Linked DNA regions of Bos taurus: region 2 is linked to region 1. The links are chromatin contacts, called in public Hi-C maps. All regions are on one chromosome and are shown on one strand. The core of a region is the stretch at or near the end of the contact, and the rest is flanking DNA. Distances in the headings are between cores, read along the strand shown.

Region 1 (5,764 bases), core at 1,955-4,454:
TTTCACTTTCCTCAAGAGGCTTTTTAGTTCCTCTTCACTTTCTGCCATAAGGGTGGTGTCATCTGCATATCTGAGGTTATTGATATTTCTCCTGGCAATCTTGATTCCAGCCTGTGTTCTTTCAGCCCAGCGTTTCTCATGATGTACTCTGCATATAAGTTAAATAAGCAGGGTGACAATATACAGCCTTGATGTACTCCTTTTCCTATTTGGAACCAGTCTGTTGTTCCATGTCCAGTTCTGTTGCTTCCTGACCTGCGTACAGGTTTCTCAAGAGGCAGGTGAGGTCGTCTGGTATTCCCATCTCTTTCAGAATTTTCCACAGTTTATTGTGATCCACACAGTCAAAGGCTTTGGCATAGTCAATAAAGCAGAATTGTGACCCCATGGACTGCAGCATGCCAGGCTTCCCTGTCCATCACCAACTCCTGGAACTTACTCAAACTCATGTCCATTGAGTTGGTGATGCCATCCAACCATCTCATCCTCTGTCGTCCCTTCTCCTCCTGCTTTCAATCATTCCCAGCATCAGGGTCTTTTCCAATGAGTCAGTTCTTTGCATCAGGTGGCCAAAGTATTGGGGTTTCAGCTTCAGTGTCCAGCCTTCCAATGAATATTCAGGACTGATTTCCTTTAGGATGGACTGGTTGGATCTCCTTGCAATCCAAGGGACTCTCAAGGGACTTCCTTATTCAACTTTCTTCAATGACTCAGCTTGAGTTTGTCAGTTTCTTGCCAGGAATCTGACTTAGAAAAAGGAAGGAAACTTTAAAAATCAGGACTCAGAACCTGAGAACTAACTGGCAGATGAAGTTACAGTATTCTTTTTGTGACCTTGTGCAAGTTGTTTAGCCTTTCTGAGCTTAGATTTCTCATCTTTTTTGTGAGGGTGTGATGAGATACATAAAAAGTGCCTGTAACATTGCCTGGCACATAGAAAGCATCTGAAAAGGCTATTTATTAGTATTGTTATCTCTATGGGTAACAATAAGTTATGTTAATCAAATGAGGCCATACACATATTCACAGCAGCCCCAGGAGGTAGGTGGTCAGTATTCCCATTTTCAGATGTGAAACTCAAAGAGCTAGTTACTTACGTAATATCACAAAGCAAATACATTGCCATTTCAATCAATCGAATGTATATGTGTATGTAGGGATGAACTGAAGCTAAGACTAGGAGGACTGATGAAAAGTTTAAGGAGAATCTATACCTAAAGACTCTCCCTCTAGTCTTTGCAACTCCCACTCCCCAATTTATGTAGAAGATGGTAGGTTTATTTTAGATAGAAGATAAAATGAAGGGGCCTGGATTGGGGTTACAGGCACAGTTGAAACTCTGGGATACTATACTGAAAACAGGAGTGCTAAATTTATGTTTGTATATCAAATTTTGAGACCGTGTCTTCTTCCTGAGTCAGATACTGCACCCAGACTTATTCCCTCCAGGCAAGAGATTAGAAGACAGTTGTGGAGGATGAGATGGTTGGATGGCATCACCGACTCGATGGACATGAGTTTGAGCAGGCTCCGGGAATTGGTGATGGACAGGGAAGCCTGGTGTGCTGCAGCCCATGGGCTGGCAAAGACTCGGACACAACTGAGTGACTGAACTGGACCGATGAAGGAAATCAGGGAAGTCCAGGGAAAAAGCCTAAAGATCATGGTCTCAGCATGACCTCAGTAAAATGGCACAGTGAGATCACCTGAAAAGGAAACCCAGTCATCTAGCCCACACACATGCTTCTGGCCAGTTAGTGTTCCACTCTTAATTCTGAATTAGAATCAAAGGATCCCCAGATAGTTTAAGAAAGCCTCAAATATAGAGGACAGTGGCCAAACACAAGCGATTTGAAGGGAGAAGAGTTAAGGCAGCAACAACAAACTACCATCAGTAAATTCAGATATTGGAGAAGACATTGCATCCATAAAATAAAATAAAATGCTATGAAAGAAGTCGAACATTTAAAGAACTTGGAGGGACTCTTGGAAATTAAAGCAACAATTGAGTGGAAAAACTCAAAAGAAAGATTAGAACAAAACAGAAAAAAATTCTTTCAAATAGAAAAACAGACTAAAAAAGGAAAATAGCATATATAAAATTTTAAAATTAGAGAATCAGACTATGAGGACCATCATCTAACCAAAGAGTGCTAGGAAGGGAGGCCAAAGAAAAATGAAAGGAAGAAAAAATTGTCAAGAAAAATCCAATAAAATTTCCCTGAGCTGAGCGGTATGTTTCCAAATGGATAAAAATAAATCCTTCCCAACTACACGATTGTAAACTTTTAGAACATACTGGTGACAAGGAGAATTCTACAGGTTCTAGGGGAAAAAGGATTAATGTAAGCAAGTATCCACATGCTACTGGACCTCTCAACAACTGGTAACAAGTATCCACATGCTATTGGACCTCTCAACAACTGGTAAAAGCTAGAAGACAGTGGAGAAATGCCTTCAGAAATACTGTGGAGAAATAGTTTCTAACTTAGAATTCTAAACATAGCCAAGTAATTATTTAAATATGAGGAAAAATATACTTTTATACATGTAAATAAAATTTCCTTTCCGTGCCCTCTTCTTCAGGAAGCTGAGAGGGATTGTCCCATCAAAATTAGGAGTGAATAAAGAAATAGAATTTAGGAGACACAGGACCCAGTGTGAGAGAATGTCCATACAATAAGAATCCACCCTACAACGTGGAGGATGTGGGTTTGATCCCTGGTCGGGGAACTAAGATCCTGCATGCTCTGGGGCAACTAAGCCTAGGCACTGCAACCAGAGAGTCAATGCGCCACAAAGAAAGATCCCATATGACACAACTAAATAAGTAAGTATAAATAAATAAATATTTAAATATTTGATGCAGTCAAATAAATATTTTTAAAAACCTTAATTAAGGGAGCTGGAGGAAGAACTCTGGATGGAGGGGAAGGGACAGAAATATCTGCTACTTTGCAGCCACCTGGAAAGCAAGCTGTGTAGAGAGGAGTGGGTCCTGTGAGTGATTTCCACAGAAATGTGAAACTGGCAGCTTACCTAATGTTTGCAAATATCTGCGGATCTTTGAAAAGATCTGCGGCTGAGAAGGTGAAAAGAAACCTAAGAAAAAGAAACTCATTTGTTTCTTTTAACTTCAGAAAAAAAAGTGGAACAGAATATAGGGAAAGAAAGGTCAGCGTTGAGCAACGGGATGATGAAAAGCAATCATAGCACCAGATGCCTCTTCTGATGACAGCAGCAGCACTGACAAATGCAATCATTCTGCCTCTGTGTGGGTTCTGAAGAAAACTCCAAGGAAGTCTGTCCTCAACGAAGTCACTTACCTTCCATCAGACACAGAAATGACAGTTCCTCCTGGGAGCCCTGGTCCCCACCCTTATCCACAGTCTCTTGTCGTGGTCCAAGGATCAGGGGAAATATTCATCTTGCCAGATTTTAGTAGCGTAAACGGTAGTGTTGGATGAGTCAATGAATACAAGGTCTAGGATGCTAAGGGGCAGACATCAATCAAAATAATTTTTTTTTAATTCTTTTATATCCTAATCAAGATAGTATAGACAATGACCTGCTCTGGTTTCTTAGCTGTTCAATGCAGAGGTCTCTCTTTGTAATTTGTGAGCTGCTTTTGAGGACTGAGCAGAGCAGAGACTTGAACATCCCCCCTTCTAAGAGGATCAACACTAAAGGCTGTCTGGACTCAGGTACCATGAATGTATCCTGTGTCCATGAATATAGTCCTTTCCCTCGAGGTCACGTCTACTTCTCTAATTATACCCAAATGACTGACAACGTCTACAGCCATATATAAGTTTCTCATTTTCATTTGGGTTTTCATTCTCTTGTCTCTAACAAAGACAATTCAAAGCAACAAATGTGCAAATATTCTTACAGTAGAGTGCAAGACCAGGGATAATCCTTGCTCTATTTTAGATTCTTATTATTTAAATTATATCTCATGCAAAGCATTGAAACATTTCAAATAGCCAAAAAATACCTCAGTGGGTGCCTGTATTTTGTCCAGGGATTACTAGCACACCATCAGCAGTTTCTTCCAGATGCTGAGTGTCAAGGATCCCAGGAATGGGATTCACAGCTATAATAATGTTCTCTAGGAGAGATTTCTAACTTTTTTAAAGGGCCAGATGGTAAATATTTTCAGCATTGTGGGCAATACAGTCTCTGCCTCAACTCCTTAACTCTGTTGTTAAGGTGCAAAGGCAGTCATAGACAATATATGTTCCAGTAAAACTTGTTTACATAAGCAAGTAGCTGATTATACTGAGTCCACTAGCTGTTGGGAGTTAGTCCTTGCTCTGTGGCCCAATATGTTCTTCATAGTCACAGAGCATCTTGAGGAAATGGCACCTAATGTGGCTCAGTGGTAAAGAATCTTCCTGCCAGTGCAGGAGACGCATGGGACATGGGTTTGATTCCTGGGTTGGGCAGATCCCCAGAAAAGTAAATGGCAACCGACTCCAGTATTCTTGCCTGTGAAATTCCATGGACAGAGAAGCCTGGCTGGCTATAGTCCATGGGGTTGCCAAGAGTCAAACACACTGGAGCACAGCACAGCAACAGTTATCCAGTCTACCTCCTTTTGCTTCGAATTTCTGTTATTACTACAAATGACCTAAAGCTCAGGAAAATGTCATTGAACATCCCAAACATACCATCTCCATCTATACATTGGCTAAATCTTTCGACCAAGTGATCAATATAGTCCTGACAATTGTGACCTGAGCCTGTCCTTAGCAGGGTCCTCGATGCTCCCCTTTACAATATTTTTCCTAGCAGACCTCTTTCCTGGGTGTCAAAAATGTATTAGTTGTCAGCTCTGATTTTTTAGCATTTTTATTGATACTTAGGTAAATTGGGGCAGACATGATTTCTTAAATAGGAAGAAAAAAAAAGCATTAACCAAGGAAGAAATCTTGTGGCAAAACACTGCTGCTGCTGCTGCTGTGTCGCTTCAGTCGTGTCCGACTCTGTGTGACCCCATAGATGGCCTCCTACCAGGCTCCTCTGTCCCTGGGATTCTCCAGGCAAGAACACTGGAGTGGGTTGCCATTTCCTTCTCCAATGCATGAAAGTGAAAAGTGAAAGTGAAGTCGCTCAGTCGTGTCCGACTCTTAGCGACCCCATGGACTGCAGCCTACCAGGCTCCTCCGTCCATGGGATTTTCCAGGCAAGAGTACTGGAGTGGGTTGCCATTGCCTTCTCCCATTTAAATGAAGTGATCATATAAAATTCTGTGAGGCCTAAATGGTTAGAAGACTTTGCTACAGAAGCAGCTCTTAAACGCTGGCTGAAGGATGCTGGAATGTTATTGAGATGGGAGCAATTCTGGAGACTTCCAAAGACTTACACAGTAATACAAGAACAGTGAAGGCTTTATTGAGCACCAGAAAGCATTCCATTTGATGGCATGTCATTGTTTAGAGTTAGAAAAGTTGGAGGCAAATGTGGGAAGTCTTGAATCATCCATCAGAGGCATTGTAAGAGAACTGGCTTCAATAGAATGTATATTATGGCTAAGTCAAGATGAGCAGAACATTTCGTCTTGAACATCAACTCCCATGAATTGGTAGCAAAGGACTAGAATGGTTTGCTGGGAAGGAGTCTGAGCTTGTGTGTGCACAAGTGGGAAAAACACTGCAATCAACTAGTGACCAAGCCCGCCCCCTAGTGGGGAAACCGGACAGCGCCCTCGACCCCTCCAGCGTCTCTTAAAATATTCCTTGTAGAAAAAGCTCCTTGACAT
Region 2 (5,764 bases), core at 1,385-3,884, 57 kb before region 1:
GCATTGCTAGGGAGAATGTAAAATGGGGCAGCTGCTGTGGAAAATGATGATTCCTCAAAAAATTAAATATAGAATTATCATATACTTCATTAGTTCCACTTCTGGTAGATACCCAAAATAAAGCAAAGACTTGAATAGATATTTGTATACTTATATTCATAGCAGCATTATTCACAGTGGGAGAAACCCAAGTGTTCTCCAGTGGGTGAATGGATAAGCAAAATGTAGTCAGTGCATACAATGGAATATTATTCAGCTTTAAAATGGAAGTACATTCTGACACATGCTTCAGTATGGATGAACCTTGAAGGCATTAAGTTAAATAAGTCAGTCACAAAAGGCCGTGTGTTGTATGCTTCCATATATATGAAATATCCACAATAGACAAATCTATAGAGACAGAAAGCAGATTAATGGTTACCAGGTCCTGGAGTGAAGGATGAGAGGTGAGTGACTTCTCAGAGTGACGAAATTTTCTTAAAGTAGATAGTGGTGATGGTTGCACTACATTGTTGTACTAAATACTGCAAAATTGTATACTTAAAATAGTTAAAGCTATGGTTTTTCCAATAGTCACGTATGGATGTGAGAGTTGGACTATAAAGAAAGCTGAGCGCCAAAGAATTGATGCTTTTGAACTGTGGTGTTGGAGAAGACTCTTTAGAGTCCCTTGGACTGCAAGGAGATCAAACCAGTCATTTGTAAAGGAAATCAGTCCTGAATATTCATTGGAAGGACTGATGCTGAAGCTGAAACTCCAATACTTTGGCCACCTGATGCAGAGAACTGACTCATTGGAAAAGACCCTGATGCTGGGAAAGATTGAAGGCAGGAGGAGAAGGAGTTTACAGAGGATGAGATGGTTGGATGGCTCACCGACTTGATGGCCGAGAGTTTGAACAAGCTGCAGGAGTTGGTGATGGACAGGGAAGCCTGGCATGCTGCAGTCCTTGGGGTCACAAAGAGTCGGACACAACTGAATGACTGAACTCAACTGAACTGAAAACAGTTAAAATGGTAAATTTTATCATACATGTATTTTATCACTATAAAAATTCATGTTACTAGCCTGAGTAAAAATTCTGCAAATTATGTAAATATGCATGCATGCATGCTAAGTTGCTTCAGTTGTGTCTGACTCTTTGCAACCCCATGGACTATAGCCCACCAGGCTCCTCTGTCCGTGGGATTCTCCAGGCAAAAATACTGGAGTGGGTTGCCATACCCTCCTCTAGGGGATCTTCCTTTAAAATATAAAAGCTAATTACTATGCCATCTGAAATGATCTCATGAACCTCCGTTGGTACCTTTTAAGAAACATCAGTTTAAAGATTAAATAAGGTATCATTGAATAGAGACTCTGGTTCATGTCTAGCTCTATCACTTATTATCTGTGTAGTCTTAACTTTTTAATTTAAAATTCGTTATTGGCAAAAAAAAGTATAATACGAGTACTTGCCTCATAAGTTTCTTTTGTAAATGTAATAATTTACATAATACTTTGGAAGCCAGGCTGGCACTTGATAAGCATCCAGGACATGATATCTACTTTTCTATTATTATGATGATGATTTTTGTTGCTGTTGTTATTATTTTCTTATCAGTGATAATCCACTCTTATTTGTCTGTGAACCAAAGGAGGGGAGAAGGGTTGACAATAGGTCTGTAATTATGCATTTTCTGAAACTGTTGCCCCTTCAAAGTTTTGTACACTGGAACACTGAGGGCAAATTTGCAGGCCAATATTAATGTTTTTTTGATCTGATAAGATCCAAGGTTCTTTGAATCAAGATTCAGTTTAGATAATACAGTTTACTTTAGGCCCTTTAGCTAAGGAAGATGTGGGAGTTCCCAAGCACAGAACTCTAGCCGAGCCCTGTGAACAGGAGGCTGTCAAGGATCGCAGGCCACCTGGCTGCCCCAGAGGACAGTTAACCTGCGAATCTTAGATCCAGTCAGATTGACAAAGCCTGACATAGGAGCCCAGCAGTGCAGATAGTGAGACCAGATGCCAGCAGAGAAAGGTCTTGTTCTCTAAGCAGTGAGCATCTCTTCCTCATCCACCACAATATTTCTCTCAAGATAGCTGAGAGACGCCACTGCTGTGGCTCACACAGCTGTGTGCACTCTACTTTTTTCCTCCTGTCGAGGAGCCAGAAAGCAACATCTGTATCCAGATTAACTGTCCATTCCCCCCCTAGCTCAGACAGAAGGGAGATTGGTGGAAAATTGTTTCAGAGACTGGGATTGTTCTCTCCCTTCCACCCTTTCTGTTTCCCTCCCTTTCTTTGGGTTTCAGCAAATTCCTCAGGAAGATGCTGACAAAGAAGGAAAATGAACTGATAAAACAGTTTATGGGCATGTATGAATGTGCATGTGTGTGAGTGCACTCACGTATACGTTCAGTCCGAAACAGTTGGTCAAATAGAAAAATAAGGAAATGGCATCACCGAGACTAAGTCTGTTGATATAGTATGGTTAAAATTTTTTCCAGAAGCTTTATACAGAAAGGCAGAGAAACAGAGAAAGGCTTACCTCATGGTTGCTGTGAATTAGGCAGCAGTTCTGCAATGCTTTGTCTAGCTGGATGGTCTTCTCTGAGGTCTGTTCTGTCCGTCTTACGGATTTTCAGATAAATTTATGCCCCAGGTCAGGGCTATATATGGGAGATGAACCACAGCTAATGATGTAACTTGTGGGTGTGTTTTTGCAACGATAAGTTGGAAACTGAAAGTAGAAAGTGAAATTAAAGTAGGCAGAATTGCAGAAAATGAAACTTAAACAGCTAATGCTTCCTTTGTTGTTTTGAAAATGGATTGAGAAAAGGCTGGTGGAAAGCAGCTTTTTGATGTACTGATTCCTCTCTTCGGGAATTAGCAAGCTCCTGCAGATGGTGAAGGACAGGGAAGCCTGGGGGGCTATAGTTGATGGGGTCCCAAAGAGTCAGACATGACTGAGCGACTGAATGACAACAAATTCCTCTCAGACTTTGTAAGGCCTTTTAGAAACCCAGGAACTAAGAGATGCCAGTAATGTAGAGTCCACTGAACCTAGAGCCAGGGAGTCCTGTGAAAATTGGCTCTGTGAACTGGCCAAAGTCATGCCCTCAATCTGTGCCTTTGTTTGCTCATCTGGAAACAGACATTGTTCTTTATATGGTATAAAATTCTGCAAGTCAGTAAACTGGAGCCTTAACTCAAATTTGTTCCTCTTCTCTGAGAGATCAGTCTTACTAATTATTTTGTGCTTTTGCATACCCTTCTTTCTGGAGAATGATCAGTGATTTAAAAAAAAGAGTCCTAAAACTGCTTATTTGTTCATGGGAACCAAGAAAATCTGCTAGAATCTTGAGACTTCAAATAAAACATGTTGGGCCTGAATGAAAATATTTCCTTATTTGTAATGCCCTCTGTTGTAGCCATCTAAAGTGTTCGTATTCACTAGACATGATTATCATATCTGTGTAAGACTGTTATCCTCTTGGTGCCCATGGCATCCACTTTGGCCTGCCTCAGCCTGGCCTGTGTAATCTTACAGAGTCATGGTGCTTGTGGTAAGAGGTTGAGAAGAGTAAGTGCTGATATGATGGAAAAACCCGAATGAATTTTTGGCCAATCCAGTACTTAGCAACTACTTGGCACATAAAAGCTTGCAAATAAAAGGTGACTATTGATGATGGTGGTAATAATAGTAGTAGTAGTAGTGGTATTTTCTGTCATCAAGTTTAAATAGTGCTTTCTTAAAAAAAAACACACACAACACCTATATTCTTTCTTTTAAAAAAGAATCAGAAAAGGAGGAACTGTAAGAATGTGTTCCTCTTAGAAACACTTAAACACACTGCCAAATCTAAACCCTTCCTGCTTAATCCCTCCCACCCAGCTCATCTGCCATGTCATCCTGAACTGGTTAGAAAGTTCTACACAAATAAAAATTTCTGAATAAACTGTATTCTAATAAATGTTCAGGCAATAAGCAGATGCCAAGATAAATTAATTAGAGAGCCAACCTCTCTTTGCAGGGGAGTGAGATGTCTTTGGAATTCGTGTGAAGAAAAACAGTTGGGTTTGTAATTTTCCAGGGCACTAGATAGAACGCAGAGACGCACACAAAACGTTTATCGCACCATTGCCATGAATTTGGCAGCAGTCCTGGGTCTATGGGACTGTGGCTTGGACTGATTAGATATTCGGAATCTTGCCTCGTGTCTCTGTGGAGTAAATAGATCTTTGAACAACACAAGACAAAGCAGTAGAGAAGAAAACAGCCCCCCAAAAAGTCTGTGTATGTGTGTGTCCAAGAGTACACTTACAGCTAGGAAAAGAAAACAAGAACTGGAGAAAATGAGACTTACAGAAATGGAATTTCAGCGCTATGCTATAAGTCCATTCCCAGGAGTATAGTAGGATTAGATGGCTCCCTGAGTGACTGGCCAGCTGTGATAAACTACTTCAGCTCTATGAGCCTCAGTTTCCTCAACTGATGCAGAAGTGATTGGGAATAGATTATTGAATTTCAATCATCATAGCACACGAGAATCATCTAGGGAGACTTCAGAATAATGCTAATTCAGCCTCACCTGGGCCCAATTGAAGACATCCCTGGGAATGCCCCTCTCCCCATCTCAGTAGTAAAAGGAAATGCCCAGGTGATTTTGATGTATGCCTGGGCTAGAACAAGGTACTGTTGTCTATTGTATGACGGAAATTCTCTGACTGAGCGATGTGGGACTCAGTCCCTGAGCCTCCTTCCCTTTCTGTGAGGCCCAGCTTCAGTCTGTTCGTGACTGTGACTTGTTTCCCCACCTGCACGGCGGGCAATGAAGTCCTCAGTTTCCTCCTGATTCACAGGATGGCATGGAAGAAGAATGGGATTCTGAATGTTTTGACCTCTACTAGAGGGAAACAGCGGAGAAGGCAATGGCACCCCACTCCAGTACTCTTGCCTGGAAAATCCCATGGATGGAGGAGCCTGGTAGGCTGCAGTCCATGGGGTTGCTAAGTCGGACAAGACTGAGCGACTTCACTTTCTCTTTTCACTTTCATACATTGGAGAAGGAAATGGCAACCCACTCCAGTGTTCTTGCCTGGAGAATCCCAGGGATGGCGGAGCCTGGTGGGCTGCCATCTATGGGGTCGCACAGAGTCGGACATGACTGAAGTGACTTAGCAGCAGCAGCAGCAGCAGCAGAGGGAAACAGGGATGGGAGAGGGCAAAATGGTTAAGGGGGTCAACTCTGTGGTGACAGGTGGAAACTAAACATTTGGTGGGTAGTGCACTGTAGTGTGTACAGAAGTTGAAATATAGTGTTGTACATATAAAACTTACATAATGTGATAAACCAACAGAAAGAGTATGTTCCTGGCTTTTGAGATTATTTCTAAATACTTCCCCTCACATCCATGGTGAAGAACTCAGAGACATCAGAAGTCTCTTGTTGTGAATGTTCTGATGATTTTCACGTGCTATGCTATGCTAAGTCACTTCAGTCGTGTCCAACTCTGTGCGACCCCATAGACGGCAGCCCACCAGGATCCCCCGTCCCTGGGATTCTCCAGGCAAGAACACTGGAGTGGGTTGCCATTTCCTTCTCCAATGCGTGAAAGTGAAAAGTGAAAGTGAAGTCGCTCAGTCGTGTCTGACTCCTAGCGACCCCCTGGACTGCAGCCTACCAGGGCCCTCAGTCCATGGGATTTTCCAGGCAAGAGTACTCGAGTGGGGTGCCATTGCCTTCTCCAGATGTTCACATACTTATGGGTTTTCA

The links. A called contact is a pair of places that touch in the nucleus more often than the background predicts.
Region 2: a contact with region 1 is called in a Hi-C map of blood, with 3 times the contacts expected there. The contact joins the promoter of LOC100139670 here to the enhancer-like site in region 1. A contact is called at or near these places in 7 of 11 Hi-C or Micro-C datasets (blastocyst, blood, liver and 3 more).

What each region holds. Positions count from the first base shown.
Region 1 is chr26:11,008,846-11,014,609 of ARS-UCD2.0, reverse strand. LOC112444523 (a long non-coding RNA gene) reads right to left here. Exons shown (of 2, transcript XR_003032885.2): 2 at 5,376-5,764. It also overlaps a transcript of LIPA not described here. Among named protein-coding and RNA genes, the nearest start is that of LIPA, 17 kb to the right of the region's middle. Within about 2 kb of position 3,204, at least 1 of the 102 cell types and tissues checked has an H3K27ac peak or open chromatin away from gene starts, as enhancers often do. A contact at or near this core is called in blood, where this site is marked.
Region 2 is chr26:11,065,200-11,070,963 of ARS-UCD2.0, reverse strand. LOC100139670 (interferon-induced protein with tetratricopeptide repeats 1) reads right to left here and starts at 2,634. Exons shown (of 3, transcript XM_059881981.1): 1 at 2,536-2,634; 2 at 1,460-1,625. The coding sequence starts at 1,464. It also overlaps a transcript of LIPA not described here.